Linked DNA regions of Mus musculus: regions 1 and 2 are each linked to region 3. Evidence: chromatin contacts called from public Hi-C data. All regions are on one chromosome and are shown on one strand. The core of a region is the stretch at or near the end of the contact, and the rest is flanking DNA. Distances in the headings are between cores, read along the strand shown. Region 1 has its middle 11 kb from the start of Upp2. Region 2 overlaps Ccdc148 (coiled-coil domain containing 148). Region 3 overlaps Ccdc148 (coiled-coil domain containing 148).

Region 1 (2,751 bases), core at 167-2,666, 250 kb after region 3:
GGAGGCTCCCAGAGATGCTCATGGAGTCGGGGGTTCAGCTAAACCTGGGGAGCCTTGTCATTCCCTTGGTTTGAGTTGTGGAGGAATCTGCGTGTGCCTGCCATGGTTGCCCTCCCAGCTGGTGGTTTCTCCCTTTGTATTATCAGGAGCCTCATCTGACCACAGTTAGCTTTGCCATCTGCGTCTGGATAGACTCTCCCACCCTCCTGTTACTGTCCATGTCATTCTGGATGGAATGGCCAATGGTTAGCTGATGGGGTGTCTCCCAGTGTGTTGGGGATGAGTATCACTAAGACCTGCACAGCCAGAGGACCTGCCTTCATACTGTCCAGACCTTGTGGGTATTAGTACCTGCCTGAGGTGATACCAATCTCTAGCACATCAGAGTCTTTGGGCTTAAGAGAAAAGCAGATAGACAAAAAAAAATTGATCTCCCTCCTGGCCTCAAGAGTTATCAAACTCCAGCTTTATTCTCAACTTCGGAGAGCTATTCTCAGACAAGATGGATGTAGCTCTCACCATGCACTGCCCAGACTGATCCAGCCTCCGGTCACCCTTGAGCTTATCACTATCCAAAGCTCCTGGCTCTCTACATTGTCCCTCCAAGCCTTCCCTCACTTGTGGGATACAGCAGGATAAGGCTCTCCGGCTTATGGATCACCCCGTCTCTGGAGTTGCTCAATTTTTACCACAGATTCTCTCTTACTATGGAGCCCAGCAAGGCTTCTCCAGGTCACCCGCTGTGTGAAAACGGATTTCTCTCTGTGCCTAATCTGTCTGCCAGAAGCTTTGCTCTAACACCAAAGCCCACAACTGGATTTGAGGCCAAAGAGGTCTGTGGGCTTATCCAGAGGGCAGGACTGCTGGCTTTCATCTGCCTTACCTACTGAAATTAGCTTCCGAGCTCCCTTCCCCTAGGGAAGGGCTGGGAGGCTGAGGATGCACTTGGCTTGTTGCTCTGTGCCCCATGACTTTGTTTTTGCTGTTACCCAGTGTTGCCTGGCTTCCTTTGTGGATCTTCAAAGACTCCCCTCAATTTTTGTCTGTGGGATGAAGCCTCTATCTTCTCATTCTGACTCCCCCTTTCTTCAGCTCACACAGAGGCACTGTAGCTTGCCGTCTTTCCAGGAGTCTTCTGGTGTTTGCAGTAGATATCTACTAGGTTGCTTCAGCCTGTCCTGTTAGTGTCTTATCTAGTGTATTCTATTTGCCACTTTGCTACAAGCTGAGGAGATTACCTGGACTGTCCACTCATTTCCTAGCTGTGATTGACCTAGCTGGGCCAACTCTCAGCTGCGCTCTTGGTGATTAGCCATGCCTTATTCTGCTTAATTTCACAGTGTCCTACAGAACCCTCGCCTCATAAACAGCTGTCCTGCCCTGCCCTTTCTGATTATGTCACCAATTTCATCAAGAAAATGGGGAAAAAATAAGACAGTGCCAGGTGTTCCTGCCCTTGCACTTTGAATTAGTCAGCACTCCACCACAGTGTCAAAATACCCATGAGAAATGGCTTAAGGGAAAATATTTATTTTGGCTCACACTGTGGAGGTTTTCATCCATAGTCACATGGCTGTGTTTCTCTGTATATGTAAGAGGCACACATGGTGGGAATCAGACAAAACCATTCACCTTGTGGCAGCGAGGAAGGAAAGAGAGAGGAGGGGGCTGATGTCCCCATACATTCTTGAAGAGTACTTCCCTTTCCAGCCCACATGTAGTTCCTGCTGCCTCCTGATAGAGCCATGGGAGAGTGACAAAACCTTGGATCCATGAAAATCATGAGACGACTGCACATCAAAGCTCTAACACTGAGTTTGACTCTGGTTTAGGTTGGTTTTGAAAAAGGGTCTGGTTATGTATCTCCAGTTGGAGATTACTATGTAGATCAAGTTGGCTTAGCTCCCAAAGCTTTGCCTTGTACTGACGGTGACCCTGGTAGCACTAGAAACCCCTTCTACGAAACCTCTACTGCCATGATTTCGTAGATGTCCTAGCTAGAGTCTTTTAGCCTAGAATGACTGGTCGGGTCAGAGGAGAACCGCACTATAGTGGAGGCAGCTAATGGTTGTATTTAGAATCACAGCAGCAGGTCCAGTCCGATGGTGGAAAAAGTCAGTGGGTCTGATGGTCTCACGGTCTGGGGTGTTGACCAGATCCATTCATGGGCTAGCGAAGTAGTGGATGGAGTGTAAAATATTCTTGTTCCCTTTAATTCCTTGCCTGTTACCAGCCTCACTGTGATATTGTTTCTAGTGCTCCATCTTACCTGAAGTCCCTCTGTCTATAACTTTAAACTTAGATAACCCCTAACTTGTCTCAGACCATTTAATTACCTTATTCTTGCTTGTTCTCACTTTTCTCTTGTGTCTCCCCCCCTCCTTGGACTGGGGATTGCTTCCTGGTTTTAGCTGTAATTTTTGTATGAGTCTCTGCTTCCTTCATGGGGATCTAGGACACATTGGCTTGTGACATGGTCCTGGACACTGACTTTGCATTTGCTTTTGCCAAAGGCTGGGGACCTCTCCCATGCAACACCTGTTTTGCACTGCTAGCACCTGAGAATTTTAACACAATGCAGTGCTATCAACTGCCATTCTATGGGCACCCATGACAATTGACTCTAGGGACTCCCTGCAAACGATTTTTTGACCAATACTTGCCCACGAGTTTTCTTTATATTTCAAGACTCGTTGTTGGAATGTTTAAGCCACTCTAGCTACACAATATCCAAGAATAGTACTTAGCTTA
Region 2 (2,774 bases), core at 233-2,732, 150 kb after region 3:
AATTTGGACAATGAGCTCATTAAAACTTCCTTTTGAACATTTCTTGTATCTGCCACCAAAGTACTGCAAATATGAGCAACTTCTCTATGAAGATACCTTTTATACTTCATGTTAGGTTTCCCAAAACTGACTTGGACACGTATATCACAATCCACATGTTATTATCCTGTGGGATAGTTACACTCCGTGAGTCATACATATGGGAAATGAGCCAGTAGGTGTCACACCCTTGCGACAAAGGGGACCAGGTGGTGTGGACTCTGTCATGGAAAAGCCACAGCACCCTGAAAGCTCAGCACGTTTGTTATATACAGGTAGACAGGGATGTGGGATTGTTGTATACAGCTGAGCAAGGAGATTGGGTTACTAATAGACACAAACAAGGAAACAGGGCTATTATATTTGACTGAACTAGCAGGCAGGTTTATCTGCTCTCAATAAAAGCAATCCGGGATAGAAAGCTATGGCAGATGTTTTCAGCACACACACTCTCAACATGGGCACACAGACCGGGGAAAAGCGATCAGCCCTCCCAGCTTCACTGAGAGGAGGGGAGGTCTTGCCATGGGGCTGAGACATTGGAGTCCTTGACACAGCCATGCCCACATGAAACGATACACATTTCCTTAGGATTTCACTTACTAAAAGGTACCACCTCACAGAGCTAGTATGCTAGTCTGTTATAGACACTTTCCTACAGTCTCTTTTTTCATAAGATGAAATGTTTATTAGTCAGGATTCCCTCAGAATCTGACAGAGGCTGACATAAACTAGCTTAGGTAGAAAGCATGGGTGCCCAGGATTGGGTTTTGTTTCAGAGAGTCAACATGTGCTTTGGGTCCTTCCTGCCTTCCCCCTCCTTTTCCAGCATCTTATTGTTCATGGATATGTGTTCATTGTTCCTCCACAGGGATGCACTGGACTCTAGGAGGGAGAGGAGGCCTGTTTACAAGCAGCTCCAGGTGCAGATCTTTCTAGCATAGTGACCTCAGAGAGAAAATTTTTCTTTTTCAGTATCCATAATAGAAGTTGCAGAGAAAGATTCTCATTGTCTCAGCAGAAGTCACATGCTCACTCAGAGCCAACCACACAGTGGCCATCTCTGTGGAAGTAGTATGCAGCAGGCAGCTGGAACAGTGTGAGAGCTCACATCTTGAACCACAAACAGGAGGTAGAAAATACACTGACAATAGCACAGGTCTTTTGAAACCCCAAAGCCTATCCCCTCCAACCAAGTCCTAGCTCCTAATCCTTCCCAAACAGTTCTACCAACTGGGGACCATGTATTTAAACATATGAACCTATGTGAGACGTCCTCATTCAAATGACCACAATGGCCAACACAACTTAAGGAATAGCTTATTTTGCCTTTTGGTTCTAGAGAGTAAGAGTCCTTTGTGGTGGGGCAGCACGACAGCAAGCAGCAGGCATGTCAGCTAATGGCTAAGAGCTCACACCCTCAGCTGCAAGTACAAAATAGAGAAAACAAATTAGAAATAGGTCCTTACGCTCTCCAAGACTCCCCTCTCCCACCGTGACACTATTCCTCCAGTAAGACTATTCCTTCTAAACCTCCCCAAATAGCCCCACCAACTGGGGACCACATATTCAAATACTGGAGCCTCTGGGAGACAATTCTTAACTACCACAGTAAGTGCTCGAGAGATTCAAAACAACAGATGTCTACCACAGTGCAGTTTAATTATTAACTTCTAGATTTGGCCATAATAGGCAGTTGGCTCTGGCTTTCAATTTCTGTTAGGAGGAGAGGATTAAAAAGTCAACTATTTTAATAGTTAAGTCATTATTTTTAGAAGACATCTCCAACTTGTAAGGTACTTTCTAGCTAATAAATCAAAATAGGAAACCACCTCAGTCATTTCCTTAATTATATAAGAGACTTTCTTGGCCCCAAGATGTCATCTTGCTCAAAGTAATACATTCTGTGAGTGCTTTTCTTAGGCTTTTTATGTAGCTAAAATGACTCTGCTATGAATATTTTAGGCTGAGTTTTTACATTTGTGTTATAAGGTATTATTAGTGCAAACTTAACTGTCTGTCCTTGAGACATAGCGATCTGCAAATTACTGACTGTACAGAATCTTAGCTCTAACCAAGATACATGAGGCTCGCTGCTCCAGGGCTGCAAAGAGGCCCGTAGGGTTTGTATTTAGACTTGTCATGAATCTCTGTTCCTAAGTTTTTACAAGATAGTGTCAGTTGGTTATATCCAACGTCACTGGCTGTCCATAAGTCAGTAGCTCTGCATTTAACTGGCAGTGTAGTGCTGTTGTTCTTGTGGGATTTGCCTGAGAGGAATCCTGAACTTACAACAGAAAGAAAAGATCAAAGGATTTGCAGCTTTGAAGGAGAGGAGAATCCAAGGCTTTCAGTGAGTTGGCTATGTTTCTAAGAGTTTTTTTCTTAATTGCGAAAATAAGAAAATTTATGTTGAAGCCTTGGATGGACAGATGGGAAGGACCTAGAGATCGAGTTTTGGGGGCGCAGCAGAAAGAGGGGACATGTTCCAAGAGAGAAGTGGCCACCAGTATGGGCATTGCCAACAGGTCTGACAGGGAGAGAGGATCTGAAAGAGACCCATGCATGTACAATTTGGAGCCTGTGGTAACATTGCAGAGTGGCTTCCAGAGTGAACAGAGGCCAGGCCTGACTATAGCCAGCATGGAGAAAATGAGGAAGGAACTGACAACAGAGAGTATAGCTTCTTCAATTACAAGGTGGTTCTGTAGAAAGAGTAAGGAAAGGAAGATGGC
Region 3 (2,700 bases), core at 37-2,536:
AGAACAGGAAGGCGAATTTAATTGCATCTTTTAGACTCAAAAGAGAGATCACAGCTTTAATATCCTTATATTTAGATGAATTAATCATATAGCTGAGACATAATTGTGTGATTGGCCCATTCAGTTGCTTCAGAGATGAAGTCAATATGTAGACGACAGCAGCAAGATCACAAGTGATTTATAATTTATTGTTGATAGGTATATTAAATTTTGTACTGTTGGCTCATAATGAATATTCTGAGATCTGAATCTGACTGCTTTAACAGTGAGCTCTCACAAAATAGCCAGTGCTCTAGGATCATGCTTTTCAACCTAATTATTTCGATTCATCGTATTTTGTTAGCACTGTTCAAGGTGTCACTTTAGTGCTCTGGGAACATTTCAAGTTTGTGTATTTGTCTCTGAATTCAGAAATAATTACATTACAGAAAAATTTAAAAACAGAGGTAGGCAAAGAGAAGAAATGAAGTTAATATAAATCCAAGAGAGACCCTAGAGTAACACTTTTGTTTATGAAAAGGAAAACTCTATTAGCATATCCACCACTTCCCTAGTTTGAATTCCACCTGTTGCTATTCTGTTCAGGTTCCTCACTTTTGAGTAGTAGGTATTCTACATTCTGATATTCTTTTAGAAACTTTGAAATGGCTTGCTTGCCACTGATATATATATATATATATATATATATATATATATATATATATATATATATATATATATATATATGAATGATTAATCTCTTCAGTTGGATTTCAGAAATGGAGATTCTGAGTCAAAGAATATTGTTAAGAATATTGTTATATTTCCTTGCAGAAAATCAACCTAAGTTATATTTTCATTTTCTTCTCCTTTTAGGTTTCTCCTCCTCTCCTCTCCTCTCCTCCCCTCCCCTCCCCTCCCCTCCCCTCCCCTCTTTCATCTCCTCCCCTCCCCTCCCCTCCCCTCTTTCACCTCCTCCCTTCCCCTCCTCTCCCCTCCTCTTCTCCCTCTCTCCCTTTTGTTTGTTTTAAGACTGACTCTTCATACCTGGCTGACCTCCAACTCACGAAAGCATGTGATCCTGAGCTCCTGATCCCCCTACTTGCCAATGCTGGAGTCTCAGTCTTGTACCAAGGCCAGCACAAACTATAACATGCTTCACCATTTGTTTCATCACTAGACTTAATGATAAGGCCTTAGAGATTGCTGTCCCAAGGGCACATGGCCAGGGTCCTGTTCATGATCTTTCCTCGTGTTCCCATGTTTACCAACACAGCTCACCTCTCTCACTGTCCTTCAGTAAAAAGAGAAACACACACATTTCCCCTTGCCAAAGCAAACGGTATTCTCCATTGCTACTAAGGATGAACTGGGACTAGTCAGTGCCAGAAGACAACATGGCCTCATAAAAGTTTAAACAAACAGATGCCTGTGTATGTGTCTCCTCCCGATGAACACAGTGAGAGGAAAGCAGGGAAATAGCAAACCAGAGATGACATTGGTTCACAGACAAACGAAGCCACAAGTTAAAACATTACAGTTTAACCACCACTGGGCATTTTGTCCGATGTACTCCCAGAACTGTCGGGAAGGTTCAGTGCCCGAGCACGACCAGGCTCAAGCTCCACATGTGGACCGCTGTTGGTTGTGTGCCAAAAGTGATTATCAAAGGGAGAGGTTCCGAGAAAGCAGCATAGTCCTCTGGTCTTCAAGGGTCTGCTGAGTCCCATCGGTTAGCCAGCCCAGACAGCCAACGTTGGCCACTGCAGTCGCCACCTCCCTGGTGCAGTCCATGGGGAAAGCCCCACTCACTGCTGACTTTTGCATCTGTTGGAGGGTGGGTAATCACTGCACACAACTTTCTGTTTGCCATATAGCTTTAGCAGCATTGTTTTAAAAGAAAAGTTGCATAAAAATTATGGGTTTATAATTTAATGTTAGCTCATACCAGAAAACAAATTTAGCAATTACTAAACTAGCTTTGGGGGTGGTGCAAGAATAAAATATTTGTTTTAATTTTTTTTTTTTTTTTTTTTGCCTATAGCAGAATGCATCCTATCAAAAGATCATGAATCTCCCTGTTAAAAGATTTAAACATTTTTTACTTATATGGACACACATGAGTCTGTGTGCATGTATGTACGTGTGTATGTACGTGTTGTTACATGCCTGTGGAGGACAGAAAAGGGCTTAGATGCCCTGGAACTGGAGCTATCGGCATTTGTGAGCTACTTGATGTGGGTGCTTGAAGCTGAACTTGTGTCCTCTGCAAGAGCATCAAATGATCTTAACTGCTGAGCCATCTCTCTAGCCCCAGGGTCTAAGTTTTATGCAACATGCCACAATGTTTTCTTTGAGTTTACTTCGTTGAATTTTGTTTATTTGCATGTCAGAACTTATAAAGTGTAAAAACATTTGTTATGTCTTTAATTCAACAGTCCTTAAAAAAAAAGATTTGATTTTAATATTGTGCATCCGTGTGTGGGTGCACAAGAGTCTAGGTGTCTAAGGAGGCCTGAACAGGGCATGCAGTCCCTTGGATTTGGAGTTACAAGTGGTTGTTATTAACCTGATGTGGGTGCACAGAACCAAACTCAGGTCCTCTGCAATAGTTAGCTCTTAACTTCTGAGTCAGATCTCTAGTCCCTAAGCAGGCTTTATTGTTAGCATCCTTAATGCCTACACCTGATTAAAAGACAAAACAAAGCAAAGAGATAAATG

What was found. Hi-C and Micro-C count contacts between places; a contact is called where the count stands out from the background.
Region 1: a Hi-C map of liver shows a contact between it and region 3, with 6 times the contacts expected there. The contact joins two enhancer-like sites. A contact is called at or near these places in 9 of 484 Hi-C or Micro-C datasets (Kupffer cells, embryonic fibroblasts, embryonic stem cells and 3 more) and 3 of 115 datasets of contacts at active chromatin or transcription factors (bone marrow-derived dendritic cells, kidney and liver).
Region 2: a Hi-C map of liver shows a contact between it and region 3, with 2.4 times the contacts expected there. The contact joins two enhancer-like sites. A contact is called at or near these places in 6 of 484 Hi-C or Micro-C datasets (the C10 cell line, the Patski cell line, cerebral cortex and 2 more).

Annotation. Positions count from the first base shown.
Region 1 is chr2:58,742,391-58,745,141 of GRCm38.p6, reverse strand. It overlaps a transcript of Upp2 not described here. Among named protein-coding and RNA genes, the nearest start is that of Upp2, 11 kb to the left of the region's middle. Within about 2 kb of position 1,416, at least 14 of the 459 cell types and tissues checked have an H3K27ac peak or open chromatin away from gene starts, as enhancers often do. A contact at or near this core is called in liver, where this site is marked.
Region 2 is chr2:58,840,114-58,842,887 of GRCm38.p6, reverse strand. The region is part of intron 12 of Ccdc148 (coiled-coil domain containing 148); the gene reads left to right. Among named protein-coding and RNA genes, the nearest start is that of Upp2, 86 kb to the right of the region's middle. Within about 2 kb of position 1,482, at least 23 of the 459 cell types and tissues checked have an H3K27ac peak or open chromatin away from gene starts, as enhancers often do. A contact at or near this core is called in liver, where this site is marked.
Region 3 is chr2:58,991,492-58,994,191 of GRCm38.p6, reverse strand. All of the region lies in intron 8 of Ccdc148 (coiled-coil domain containing 148), which reads left to right. Among named protein-coding and RNA genes, the nearest start is that of Ccdc148, 170 kb to the left of the region's middle. Within about 2 kb of position 1,286, at least 9 of the 459 cell types and tissues checked have an H3K27ac peak or open chromatin away from gene starts, as enhancers often do. A contact at or near this core is called in liver, where this site is marked.